Linked DNA regions of Gadus morhua: region 2 is linked to region 1. The links are chromatin contacts, called in public Hi-C maps. All regions are on one chromosome and are shown on one strand. The core of a region is the stretch at or near the end of the contact, and the rest is flanking DNA. Distances in the headings are between cores, read along the strand shown. Region 1 holds the start of asrgl1 (asparaginase and isoaspartyl peptidase 1). Region 2 holds the start of smap1 (small ArfGAP 1).

What was found. A called contact is a pair of places that touch in the nucleus more often than the background predicts.
Region 2: a Hi-C map of gill shows a contact between it and region 1, with 2.0 times the contacts expected there. The contact joins the promoter of smap1 here to the promoter of asrgl1 in region 1. A contact is called at or near these places in 2 of 6 Hi-C or Micro-C datasets (blood and gill).

The regions. Positions count from the first base shown.
Region 1 is chr15:17,584,538-17,591,568 of gadMor3.0, reverse strand. It overlaps asrgl1 (asparaginase and isoaspartyl peptidase 1), which reads right to left and starts at 4,467. Exons shown (of 7, transcript XM_030379537.1): 1 at 4,380-4,467; 2 at 317-525. The coding sequence starts at 503.
Region 2 is chr15:17,735,312-17,742,342 of gadMor3.0, reverse strand. smap1 (small ArfGAP 1) reads left to right here and starts at 2,409. Exons shown (of 10, transcript XM_030379542.1): 1 at 2,409-2,708. The coding sequence starts at 2,591. It overlaps slc1a4 (solute carrier family 1 member 4), which reads left to right. Exons shown (of 8, transcript XM_030379544.1): 8 at 1-579. The coding sequence ends at 213.

The DNA of each region.
Region 1 (7,031 bases), core at 3,218-5,717:
ATAATCAGAAACTTTGTAAGAAACAAGGAAATGCACAGTCCCTCCCAAAGTGCTCGGTTCCCCTTACTGTTTACAGTGAATTTGTCTTGGACCAGTTCCTTGTAGTGTTCTAATACCCGGTTAGAGCCATGATTGAGAAGAGGTTAGAATACGCCCTCTTGGGGGCGCTACCTATTCATCCGCTTGTGTAGGACTGAAGGCAGACTCCAAGGTGCAGTATTGGCAGACATTAACACTGCAGTAACGGCAATCACTTCTTGAGGTACAAAGTGGTATTATGAGATGACGTCGTCCGAATTTGGGTATAGTCTCTCACCTGCGTTAAAGCTGGGGTTGTTTTCTAAATTGGTGACGGCCTCCACCACTGCGTCCATGCTGCTCCGCCCCCCCTGCAGCACAGCGTAGCCAGCCCGGGCCGCGGCTCGCACCCCTGCAGAAGCCATCTCTACCCGCTCTTTGGGGATCTGTCCTGCCCCACCGTGGACGACCAGCACAGGCAACATGCCAACCAAACAGAGGGAAAGTCTAGGGAAAACCAACAAGCATTAGAGGTCAGAGGTCAACGTGGAAGCTATTTTGATGGCTAGATCAATGTCTTCACTTTGACCTGGCATCACGGTGGCATCATTACTACATAGAGCTTTTTGATGAAAACAATATATATACTATATACTTTGGGGTTTGCTGCCACCTAATGGTAAGATGAATCACTATCACCCAAGAGAAAAGCTACCGATAGGCTTTCTGATGCATGTTTTTTTCACTTTAATGGTCAAATCAAATTCTGTCAGAAAATAGCTGCTTCAAATAGCTGCTATTGTCATTAAAAACAAGCAAATTATAAAATAGGTTATCTTAGATATTGGTACTGATGCATACAAATATATGTTTTTCCTACATTGGTGCATGATCTAATTTCAACCGCACATGATAATATGAACAAGAAATGCATTTCCTGCAGAAAATTAGGTAACCGCTGTAGTATAAAATGACAGGTGTAAAACCGCTAAAGGCCTATAGTTTAAGATGTATAAAATGTTGAATAGCATAACTAAATTTGAACCGAGTTATAACCATGCAAACCAATTTTAATAATGTCAAACAGTTGGACAAAAAAATTGAGAGTTCAACAAATACAATATGCAATTGTATCACTAAAGTGCAATTTGAAACTAGGTCTAGTAGTTTGTAATTTGATTATATTGTATAGAGCGGCAAGGGAAACACCAGACGTGAGCCCACACGTTACTACTGCATCGCAGCTCCCGTGCCCCACAGAACATGGTAGCCTATCCCGCGGACATGAGTGCGTCACCGTGGTGCAACCCCTCATAAAACACTCCCAGTTACAGAAGTGAAGCAGAACCAGGAAGGCGCTATAAATCCAAATAGTTCCATACCGACCCAGCAGCCTGTTTGGCAACCAGGTGTTTCAGTTCAACTGGTGACCGTGTTAACTGGTGACCATCAGCCGAATGCGTCGCTTGTTGTCGTGGCTGCGGTGTGGGTACCAGATTGACTCGGCTGCCAGATCGACCCGGGGTCCTGCGCTTACAGATGACGTATCAACACTTGACGTATCGACACAAGCCAACGGACAAACCAGGAAGGGTTGTTTATAAAAGGGGCTCAATCATGGATATAAAAAGAAGGCTCAATCCGATTTGGTTTTGATTTCATTGAACGCAGCCCGTTCTTTTCACACAAACAAAGCCATTGGAAACACGTCTAAAAGCACTGATGAATGCATATGTAACCCAGTTCCTGTTAGGGACTCTTATTCTGAAGGAGGAGAACGGAAGTGTCTGCGTGTGGGTCGCTGTTTTGACTCTGTGTTGGGAGCGCTGGAAATAAAGTGGATCGCCTCGTTCAGTGAATGGAGTTAACCGATTCTTCTTTTACATATTACCCAAGTATAGGCAACAATAATTTGTACATTAGATTATTATTCATAGATTAGAAAGCAAAAAGAGATCGTTAATATTTGGGAATAACATGGGAATGAATGAAACGCGCATGCGCATTTGAAAGACAGCGTTTACAGGAAGTGCGTCATTATTGCGCATCTAGGACCCCGAGTCGATCTGGCAGCCGAGTCAATCTGGTACTCACAACGGCAGCTGTTGGAAATCGGGAAAAGACTCGTAGCTGTCCTTGCGAATGCCTCTTTGATTTGTATTAAATAAAATGACTAAACATACCCATCTCATTCGTATTTGGAGTCTAATTGGAGGAAACTTGTCACGTTGAACCATTTTCAGCCAAAATAAATGGAAAATGTATGTTCTTTAAATAATAAATACGGGATTCGAACTCATAACATTAGGCGGGGGGGGGAATTTCAAGTTGAGATTCCATGGTATTTGTCTCGTTTCCAAAAAGAAGAGGCCATTACACCAGTTATTAAAAACCTAATGTTTTGTTTCCATCCACTGCCTACAACCCAGCCAAAAACACTGTTATGCGCTCTTTCGCTATCATTTCGGTCGCCTGATGTGGTGTAGTCTCTTGTTCTGGATCGTCTCTAAGCAAAGCATCAAGCTCGAGAATCAATGTGATACAAGGCAGTACCACTCTGAGACACAACGTTTATTCAGATCAACACAGCATACCTACAGATCGTCCAAGGGATGATAACGCTGCTGACTAGTTATTTCAGTAAAGTAGCCTATATGAGCAGAAAAGTGGCACACACGGTTAAAATAAGAATATTGTATACTTTGTATGAAACAATCACAGGGATTCATTAATAAAACGACATGGGAATGACACATATGCACATTTTCTGATATAAGCGGAGATTGTTCGAACACATTGATAAGTTACATGATATGGCACACAAATCCCAACAAACAGAGAAACACTATGCTTTTGGAACAAACGATTGATTGCATTTATATAGAACTTTTCTGAGTGGCCACCTACATTTAGGGTGTTTACGTTTAGCAGATGGTTTTTTCTCAAAAGCGACTTACAATAAGTAGGCCTACATTTGTCAGAAGAAAGAGAAACGAGAATATATATCGCAGTCAGTAGCCTACAGTAAGGATGTTTGTAGCACCTCTGAGGTGCTGCTTTCCCCAGTTCCCCTTTCCCCACAGAAACGGGTTCTGTCAGGTCATCTGTTAAAAGATTTAGGGAAGTCAAGTATAGGGAAATGTTTTGGTAAGGCTGATATTGATTGAGGCTTACCAGAACAGTCTCCTGGCCATTTCTATCCATTACCACTCAATTGTATATTTTACTGAAATAACTAGTCAGGGGCGTTATCATCCCTTGGACGATCTGTATGCTTTGTTGATCTGAATAAACGTTGTGTCTCAGAGTGATACAGCCTTGCGTCACATTGATTCTCGAGCCCGCTGCTTTGCTAAGAGACGATCCAGAGCAAGAGACTACACCACATCAGGTGACCGAAATGATAGCGAAAGAGCGCATAAGTGTTTTTGGCTGGGTTGTAGGCAGTGGAGGGAAAATCAACATTAGGTTTTGAATAACTGGTGTAATGGCCTCTTCTTTTTGGAAACGAGACAAATACCATGGACTAATAACATGGACAGTCGGGTCACAAGTTGATCTGGCTGCCTCCTGCTCTTAGGAAGAAGACTAGTTGTGGTTTTTAGTACTGCAGCAGATAAAGTCTCTGTGGCTCAACGACACAATGGAATGGAATCTCAACTTGAAATATTTTCCCCCCAAAATGGTATGAATTCGAATCCCGTAGTTATTATTAAAAAAAACACACATTTTCCATTTATTTTGGCTTAAAATGGTTCTACGTGACGCGTAGAAGACTCCAAATAAGACTCCAAATACGAATGAGATGGGTATGTTTTTGACATTTTATTGAAAACAAATCAAAGAGGCATTCGCAATGACAACAAGCGACGCATTCGGCTGATGGTCACCAGTTAACGCAACACCGGAACTCGAGCGACCACGGCTGTGCTCGCCACAGTATGGACCTATAAAGAAAGAGTTGTAGGCCTACGAGCAAGATAATAATTTCCCTTGGAAGGTCGACAAGTGAAACCCCCTAGGGACGTAGATGAAGCAACATCAAATAGACGCTCATTGGACGTCAACATGTTTAGTGTGGAGCAAAAGTTTGTGTAGAATAATAAAGAAAGTCAGAAATAAATAATAAAACGGAAGAGCATAAGCTCAGCTCAGTTCAGCAGAACTGTGCAATCCCAAGTCAAGCGTATGATTTGGACTTTGGAGGGTATTGCGCAACCGAAATTGACGTCAAGTTATGCAGTGCGGTATATCTACATAGGGAGTGCTTCTTCTACATTATCAAGCTATTTTGATTATATGCTTAATATCCATGATCTCTTCAAGCTAACGCGGTTTTGCAGAAATAAGTAAAACCGTACCTTTTGCTTCTTTCTTTCCTGAGGCTTGGTCTATAAGACTTCCTTCCGTCTCCTTCTCGTCTTCCTCGTCTTCTTTTTGATTGGTCCATGTAGGCGGAGCAGTGCTCACTATTTCGACAGCAATTCATAATTATTATTTAATTTAATTAAAATATAAAAAATAGCATATATATATATATATATATATATATATATATATATGATAACAACTATTCAAAATGTGGGGACTATTCTGCCTCAATCTTTCGGTTACATTATCTGAGCTATTAAGCAGACCTGATATTTGAGCCAACAATTCCCTCACATTTCGCACACCAACCACTTCGTCATCGCCTTCCTGAAGAGCTGGTAACCAACCAATCCTCCATTTAACCCCTTACTAATTTAGATCATCAAATCATCAATTGTATGGAAATGCTTGAGTGCTGTAGTCCTCTGTGCTGTAGACCTCTGCATTTTCATGTAAACCCCATTATGCATGTGGTTATCCTTAAGGGCCCAGGACCTGGGGGGACAGAGGGAACGAGACCACTCCATCTCCGGAGAAACAATACAAGTTATCCCCCTAAATATAAATTATTTATTAATAAATTATGTAATTGACTGTATATTTTTAATAGACACAAAAACTTGTTGACGTTTTATTTTTAGGTCACCGCTTTGTATCCTGCTCATGGTCTGAGCTGTTTGTTAGAGCAGATCATTTGATCATTCTAAGTTGTAATGATATCTGTACCCTTGGTTATACTAATTTAATTTGAACCGGTTGAATTTTGAATTTATTTTATGGTACCAAACATTTTAGATGGCAACAGTGAGGTCCGACAATAATGAAATCAAATGATGGGATGAAAAACAACAATGAAATAAGTTTGGACTGTGATGTCTAGTCTGATGACCTGCTTCTAGGTTAAACTCCCTCACATTCAGCTAATTTCGAGAGGTTTTGAGTTTCATCACAAATCAAATCTCCCAAACGCAATTTCCATTCTCTGATACATCCTAGAAGCTGTGTACATGAAGTGTTAAACGTCCCCAAAGTGAAACAGAAAACGAACAGGACCAGAATAACAACAATGAAGACATGTAGAATATATTGCCTACAATGACTTTCTTTCGTAATTAATTTGACAAAGCAACTGTGGAGTGTGCGTGGATGATGCTGGTTTAAGAAGCCTCACCTGGCCCCTGACTGATCGGAATCTGGTAGGTGAGGCTGCACACCTGTTGCACATTGAGAAATCAATGTGCACAGGGTTAAAAAGCGACATATGTGTAATCCAGGGCAAATAAAGACCGGGACCAGAAAATAATTACTTTCTCGCCATTGAAACCTATTCATATTTTCGATCGAGCACCATATTATTTTCCATAGACATTTGACCGATGGAACCGGGGCCTAGGAGGCGGGACTTATTCTTCAGAGGTCTATTGGAACTTCAAACTGCAAAGATGACCGATCCCAACCTAACCCAATCACGGTTGGAGCACCACCACTGCATTCATATTTGAACTGTTTAAGTTAAAGCAAAGGTGATAAATTGCTCTTGGGAGATTTTTATTTTGCTTAAAACATTTAGGTTATTTTCCTACTATTAATGGTATGCGTGCATGCATGCGTGGCTGCCTATGATCTTGCGTTGCGTTGCGTGAGTGTGTAACATAGGCTGATGAAAAACTAATTTGATCCTTTGGTCGTATTGGGCTGGCTAGGTATGACTCCGACTGGTAAATATTCAACACGTGTTTTATTATAACAGAGACACAAGGTAAACAAGCTTGCGTTCTGAGTGTGGTTCATGAATCACCTATCGAATCACCTATTGGAGGTGGAATGGTAAATAAGCCACACCTACAAATTCTAACCCTGGTGAACCTTTGGTCTGCCTTGGCTTTGGCGGACATGGCGAAGTGACCATGTCTGTAGTCTTTAACTTATCTACAAACTCATAAAATCGTATATGGTGTTGTCCATTATGTGGAGAAGAAACAATTCACAACTGTTGTTAGCTTGAAACATGTCATCAGAAGAAGCGATGACTAAAATAAATTATATCACAAGGGATGACTGATTACACCGTGTATTGACAGGTTTCTCACCAACGTAATAAAATATTAATGACATGATCTCACATGGTGATAAATTGCCTGACCGTATTGACTTGTATCACATTATTTATTCTAAACGAATTACTTGCAAAATATATAACACATGCATATATTCACCTAAGGATGGCGCTGTTTTACATGCTCTGCATGTTTTGGAACCAAGGCACTTTTGGCTCCACAGAGGAAATCATCGTTATGGGGATCTCATTTAACCTAAATAAACATATCGTTTCATGGGATATGCATGGTCTTTTTTCTCATTCTTGGACGAAACACTCCCGCTGTGGAACTACTGTAACACTGAATGCTTCACATTTGGAACCACTGTATAGAGTGGAACATTAAAAAAGTACCATCAGATCAGTTTTATAAATTAATGAATTTATGTAATCTTTTCATACCTTTTACTGGCATCAATTAAACACATTCTATCTCACTTGATCAGCAAACAGTAATTATTACATATTATAATAGTCAATAAATAATAATCAGTAATATTGGCCCTATCCATCATCACAGCCGAATTCATAAACCTGTTAAGGT
Region 2 (7,031 bases), core at 1,160-3,659, 150 kb before region 1:
GGGATCCTTCACCACATCAACCAGCAGGAGATGAAGAAGAAGCAGCAGGAGGCGGAGCTGGGGGAGGACGAGGAGGAGGAGGCCGAGGAGCTGCTGGAGGTCAGGGTGGAGGCGGTGGCCAACCGGGCAGACGGGGAGAGCTCTCCGCTGGTCAGGCACCAGGCAGTCCGGACCCCCGAGGGCACGCCGGAGGCCATCGAGTCCATGCTGTGAACCCTGGGAGGGGCCTGCCGCGGCTCCCCCGTCCGCTCTGGGGCCGATCTCCTCTGATTGGCTGTTCGTCTGGAGGTTTGGATTTGTGCCACTTGTGACATTTTTCGTCTCTGTTGTTGCTGCTGCTGCTCTGAGTTGACCTAAAGTGCGGTCACACAGGTGCGCATATAACACACCCACACAAAAACACACAGGCGCGCGTGGACACAAGCACACACACAGACGCATACACACACGCACACACATACAAACACAGGCACTCACACACGCACACTCTTTGCTCTCCTTCCGTCTCTATTTGTCCCTCTCTCTCTCTTTGCTCCTCTCACACTTTCCCATTAAAGAAGTTGGTCCCTGTTTCCTTTACATGTAGGAATATACAAAGTGCCATACTTGATTTAAAGTGTGCAGTAGTGAACCATTTATGAGGGCTGAGGTTTTCAAAAGGGAACGCTTTACCCCAAGCTTTTTAGTTGTGTGTGTATGTGTGTGTGTGTGTGTGTGTGTGTGTGTGTGTGTGTGTGTGTGTCTGTGCGTGTGTTTGTGTGTGTGTCTGTGTCTGTGTTTGTGTGTATGTCTGTGTTTGTGTACGTGCGCATTTCATCGTATGCTAATACTAATTCTCTAGGTCATACTTTAGTTGTGTTTGCTGTCAGTTGATCAAAAATGTGAAACATTAACTAGCAACCAAACACATTGTCTCAGTCAGACGATGACTGAGATTAAAATGTTTAACCCTAATTAATATACTTCTGAGAATAGATACATATATTACCATATATTTGATAGTTTGGCATGGAGATTAATGTACAATATGAAGTCAATCAATGCCAAATCCTACTGGTTAAGCCTAACCAGGCTATTACATTTTGTCTTAGGCATTCCAAAATGGCAAAATGAAAATACATTTACATTCATTTTCTTAAACACAATCACAGTCACTGACACTGAGTGATTTAACGTTTCAAATCCTCAAGAAGCTGATGTTGGGCCAATTGTTTACATAATAATAATAATAATAATAATAATAATAATAATAATAATAATAATAATAATAATAGAGGCCTAATCTTAATTATACTAATACTAATAATACTACTACTACTACTACTACTACTACTACTACTACTACTACTACTAATAATAATAATAATAATAATAATAATAATAATAATAATAATAATAATTGAGAGATTACTGAAAAACGTTACAATTTATCCAACACCGAATTTGAGTATAATAAAGTATAGCCTACTTATACTTAAGCTATTAAGGTTGGACTACTCTTTTTTTTGTACAATCCTTTTCATTTGGTTGAGCGACTCAGAAAGAGTACAGTCTATACTGCCACCTAGTGTTATTAAACATTACTGTTAAAGTATTTAACAATTGGACATTCGAGGTAAAAAGATGTAACGTCTTTTGGTGCTACGTTGCCATGTTGTTTACGTTTTCAAAAAGCCTTTTACCCTAATTGTTTGACATTGGTCGAAAGTAATAATCTGCAAAGACAATGGGCCTTTAGCATTTACAAATCAAATGGATCTATATTAAAAAAATGAAGTGTGCGGCTTACGAGTTCGAGGCACATTGAAGACTGTTGAATAGGTCTATCTAGTATTAATTTATTCTAATTTTGTTACAATTTTGTATTATTAATACTCAATTTCTGCTTTTCTATCAAGGCAGGTGCCAAATCATCTGCTATTGATGATGATGTTCTCGGTTGAGATGAATGAGTTGTAAAGAGATGGGGCTTTTTTAATTCTGCCTGTGCTGTGTGTATGTGTAACAAACTGTACAGTTGTCTTGTTGTCTTTCAGTATTAAAAGCGTTCCATAATGTGTCTTTCATGTGTTCTTCTAATTATTGTTGCAAAAATAATATTGCATTCAGAGGTCAACCAATGTTGCAAGCTGTATTTCAAAGTGTCAAATTGCTCTAACAAACATGCTTTTAGTTTGATAATTGAACACAGTATAATACAAGATAAATATTTGGTTATAATTAATATTTATAATTTACTTTATTTTTATTTTTAATACCTTATGATATAAAACCTATTTATTTGTGTATCTGATGCACATTACCATAATAATACACATGACAAGTGACCACAGAAGCGTCGGTCTAGGGACTGGTTAATTCCCAGTACGGACCTTTATTTTGAAAAGGTGTTGACGTGAAGTGACGTTCTGCCGTTCTCCAACCATATTGCCTTTCTAGCTAACCGACTAGCAGCGGTCCAGGTGTATGAAGCTCACACAGTGATGTCCCTCCCTCTCAATACATGTTGATTTCAGAAACTTAACACGGAATAGGCTCTGGGTTTCTTTTAGCGGTCACACCACAAGCAGGACGACATCACTTTGGCAAGATGACGACGCGGTCGGAGAGAGAGAAAGCTCTGAAACTGAACGAGCAGCACCAGGTCATCCTGTCTAAAATGCTCAGGGAAGAGGAAAACAAGTATTGCTGTGACTGCGAGGCGAAAGGTAACATGATGGGATGTAGTTTTACATGTGACATCGTTCATGTCATGTCATCCGTGTGTCCATGGCTCTGTGGTGCTGCGGCCGACGCCGGGTTTAGGACCCAACATCCGCCGTGACAAGTTGGTACATACACCTATACCTTCTTCATGCTAACGCTCAGCTACAATACCGATGTGTCGGTCTGTGTGGTTGCGTGTGTGTCTGTGTGTGTGGCAATAGGCTTGCAACCCATGGCCGTGGTCGACCGTCGTATCGTTAACGCTGGTTTATTAATGAGCGGAAAAAGGTCGTCTCGCGGCGGGCTGAGGTGAAGGGGATTTGGCGCGAGGCTTGACCCACTTGATGTTTTTTTTGGGGCTTGACGGCCACGTCTACATGACCAACTTGTCTGACCGCGATCCGACAGATAGGTTTTGCGTCACTGCATCCGTGATCTACGTCTCTCTTACTCTTTAGTGTTATTCCTCAAGCAAACGCCTTTTCAAGTTTTGACTTGAGCCGTCCGAAGCCCTAAGTGTCTGTGACAGACTATAGTAGTAATACTGCTCTAACCAGTTTGGGTGTTGTTTTGGTGCCCGTGTTTAGCAACATAGGGTTAGTGTACTTATGATTAAACTCAAATGTATACCACAATTTGTAACATATAGTTATTATAATTTTCTTGCTATATATATATATATATATATATATATATATATATATATATATATATATATATATATATACATATTATATTTTTTCCTATCCTACTAGGACAATTGCGTGATTACAAAAGAGTAGTGTCAAATGGAACCTTGCTTTAAACTATAGTGACTAATACTAATCCACTCAGATATGCCAATTTTTTCAGCCAACATGGGATGTATTCTAGAATTGCGGTTGGACCTGTACAAACAATGGCCAAAGGGACACACCCCTATTGGACTACAACATAAGACTTTGTTTATCAGTGAATAATGTGAAACATTTTCAGTGTTCCCTGAAGATAATGTGTGAATGCATGAGAAAGTAGTGCTGGGCAAAGATGAGATATTATTGGTTATTCATAAATAGTTGTAGTTGTGTGCAGAGTTCCCTCGATGATGGTAAAATCGCCTCAAGCATGTATGGGGTAATCTCATGAGACTATCGAGTAATTAAAGTTTCACAATAAATATCTGATGAATGAAACGGAACACAAACCATGAGCTTAGGGTTGGTTCACAAGGCTATCGATTGTTAGTACGAATCCTTTGTAATGTGACTGCAATGTAGTGATAGAGCATTGTTACTAAATTCCTATTACTTGTATGGAGTAAAAAGTTAGGTCCTTGACCCATGTGAAAACATACACTATCGCTGTGATGTTGAGCATATTGACTGCAGTATAACTATTCTCATACTGGAATGGGTGGATCCATTCAATGGCAGCTCATATTACAGTACAGGGTTAAATGGTGGGAGACAGAACCAGAGTAAAGCTCTTTTCCCTTCTTCATACAATCTGTATCCATACAGCGCTCCCAGAGACAAACCGGAAAGAGCTGTCACGCTTAAGGGACTCAAAAACCCACAGACTAGCCCGTGGCAAGATTGGCACTCAAAAACAGAACAAATGCTTTTTGATCGTCCATTCATCTGGGCATGGTGTAACTTAAATCACATCACCTCACTGGTGTGTTAGTGAGCTTGGCTACTTTGCACTCCGGGCGTCCTGCAGTTCAGCATCCTGTGATATCCAGTTTGATTGGATCAGGTAAATGCTCTTGAAACCCGTGCCCTCCAGCGTGTTGCAGCCTCGACCGCACCAGACTGCCGGGGATGAAGTATGGTTCAAGTGTCGTTTGATCCTGTGTGAGTTTGCGCTCCATCACCATCACATACAAAGCTCAATTGAGTGTATGGGTGGAAAAGGGGAGATTATCCTTGGGAAAGGGATTTTTTTTCTTAGTTAACAAGGACCTTATTTAGCATGGTACAAGTTTTCATTGCATTTAAGACATGTGAGATAGCAGTGTGAGTGTCCGAGTTTGGTCTAAAATGTACTACTACTGCCGATTGGGTAAGGGGGGTTGGGAAAAAATCAATCAGAGAAGAATTGCAATGGCATAGCATTGTGTATATGCACTACTTTAATTAGTACTCAGAACACCTGAACAGCTGTAACCTGCCTAGAAGAGGAGATGACCTTGAGGTTTCTCAAGGCAAGCCCCTCTTTAGTGTGTGTGTGTGTGTGTGTGTGTGTGTGTGTGTGTGTGTGTGTGTGTGTGTGTGTGTGTGTGTGTGTGTGTGTGTGTTGTTCATGTACTTAACATAATCGGGGGTGCAGACATTACGGAAAAATCGAGTCACATGATCCAAAATAGAAAACAAGCAAAAGAACACATCTGGCCTGAGGTCATGGCTGATTGTGGTCCCATGCTCTCCCATTTCCCAGACTGTATGCTCTTCCTTTTCCATGCAAGATGAGTGCTTCAGTGTTGAGTTCTGCACACGAGTCAACCTGACATTGTTACAAACATAACTAGTTCAAGTAGAGCGATCCTTAAAGGAAACAATGGACCCCAATGGACATTGTTATCTCATTCACACACTCGCTCCCTCGTTCTCATCTGCTCTTGCTCTCATTCGCTCTTGCGCTCTTTCTGTATTTCTGTCTGTCTTTCTGGCGACCCGCCAGGCGGCCCGTCTGTCTTACTGTATGTGTGTCTGTCTGTCTGTTCAGCGATCAACAGATTGTAGCAGCGGAGAACAGGTGGTACTTTGAATGGGATTTCTCTGGAATTCGTCCTGCATCCCAGAGGATCCACTTCTGCCACACAATGTGACTACTCGACCACACTCTCACAGATGGGGCAACATTTAGACTGTGTACACGATACGAGACAACCCCCTCCCTCCCTCCCAAACACCTCCAAAACCATGTTGGAGGCATGCCTTGTTGGACACCACGTTATGGGCTGCAGTACAGAACCCTGGCGCCTCCTCGCATGAGGCTGATGAATTCCTGCTGGCTCGGACGAGGTCCTGCTTCCCTGGTGTCAGTAAGAAATGTGTTCCAAGCCGGAGCTGGAGGTGTCATTTGAAAGCATTGCGCAGATACAGAGCCTACAGTTGTGTACATGCAGTCCTACACCCTGGATACCTTGAAGCAATACCTTGGGTTGTGAGGGTTCAGGGTTGGGTGGTGCTGTCGTAACTGAGCCTGTGGCTGAGGGCGCTCCAGCTCAGTGGTGCCAAGTCTTGAGTGTAGTTGTAGTTCAGAATCGCTTTGTGGACTCCAGGTTGTGCGCCAAACCGTTAACTTTGATCACCTTTATCCTTGTCCCCCTTAGTCAGGCAGTATATGTTATGCTATGAAGCTAAATTGCCCATAAGCCCTTTGAATAAGGCATTTTTTTACTTGCCTATTGCTTTTTTTCGCCCTAATCTTGAACTGAATGGTTCTAAATTGCACTGAAGGATTTTACAGGGTGATTATGCATAGCTGCATCAAATTAAATCAATTATATTAGGTGAATGGTGATATACTTCTTCTTGGTGATGAATGCATTAGAAGTGTCTCTCCATAGCCAATAGGCAGGGAAGAGTACCTTGTATTGATGTGTCCAGCCTATTAAAGAAAAGCCTCTTAAGTCTTACCTACAGCACCCTTTTATCATCATCTATTGTCTTTTGGCCCAGAGCTGGTTTTGCCAGTTTGGATTGGATTCTTGTTTATTTGTTATTTTGTGACTCCTCCAAACAAAGATGTTTTTATAATTGAATCATGACAGAGTGAGCTCTCTAAAAGAAAGAGTTGGAGCTTTCTTCCCTCACTGTGTAGGTGGTGTCTGTGCAATGGCACTTGGGATCTGTATCATCCTCTGCCTGCAGTAGGGCTGGATGGTAATTCAATAGTATTTATTATTGTCTTTGTTTGAATGGTATTGCATCATCATTCAATTGAGATATTGAGTTATCTTGATACCCAGTTTTATACTCAAATTTGTACTAGGGCTGGGCAATTAATCAAATTTTGATCTCTATTTCGATTTTAGCTTTAAACGATCACAAAACTAGTGTAATATTTTTTATAGAAAGTGCAAAAGAACAGCTGGATACACATCTGTACATTATTTTAGATTTGAGCATTTTCTTTTTGACCAATTTGTCTATTTTTCTTTGGAGTGTTACTCCATATCGCCCAGCCTCATCCTGCAGTATATGTTGTGTACCGGTGGAGCTGCAGTTCCTTATTCTCTCAACATGCAGCCAAACAGAAAGGCAAGCACATCTTCATGCACATTCCGTCAGATGTTTAGCAGATAGAGCCTGTTTGGTAATCCTAGAGTTGCTGGTTCA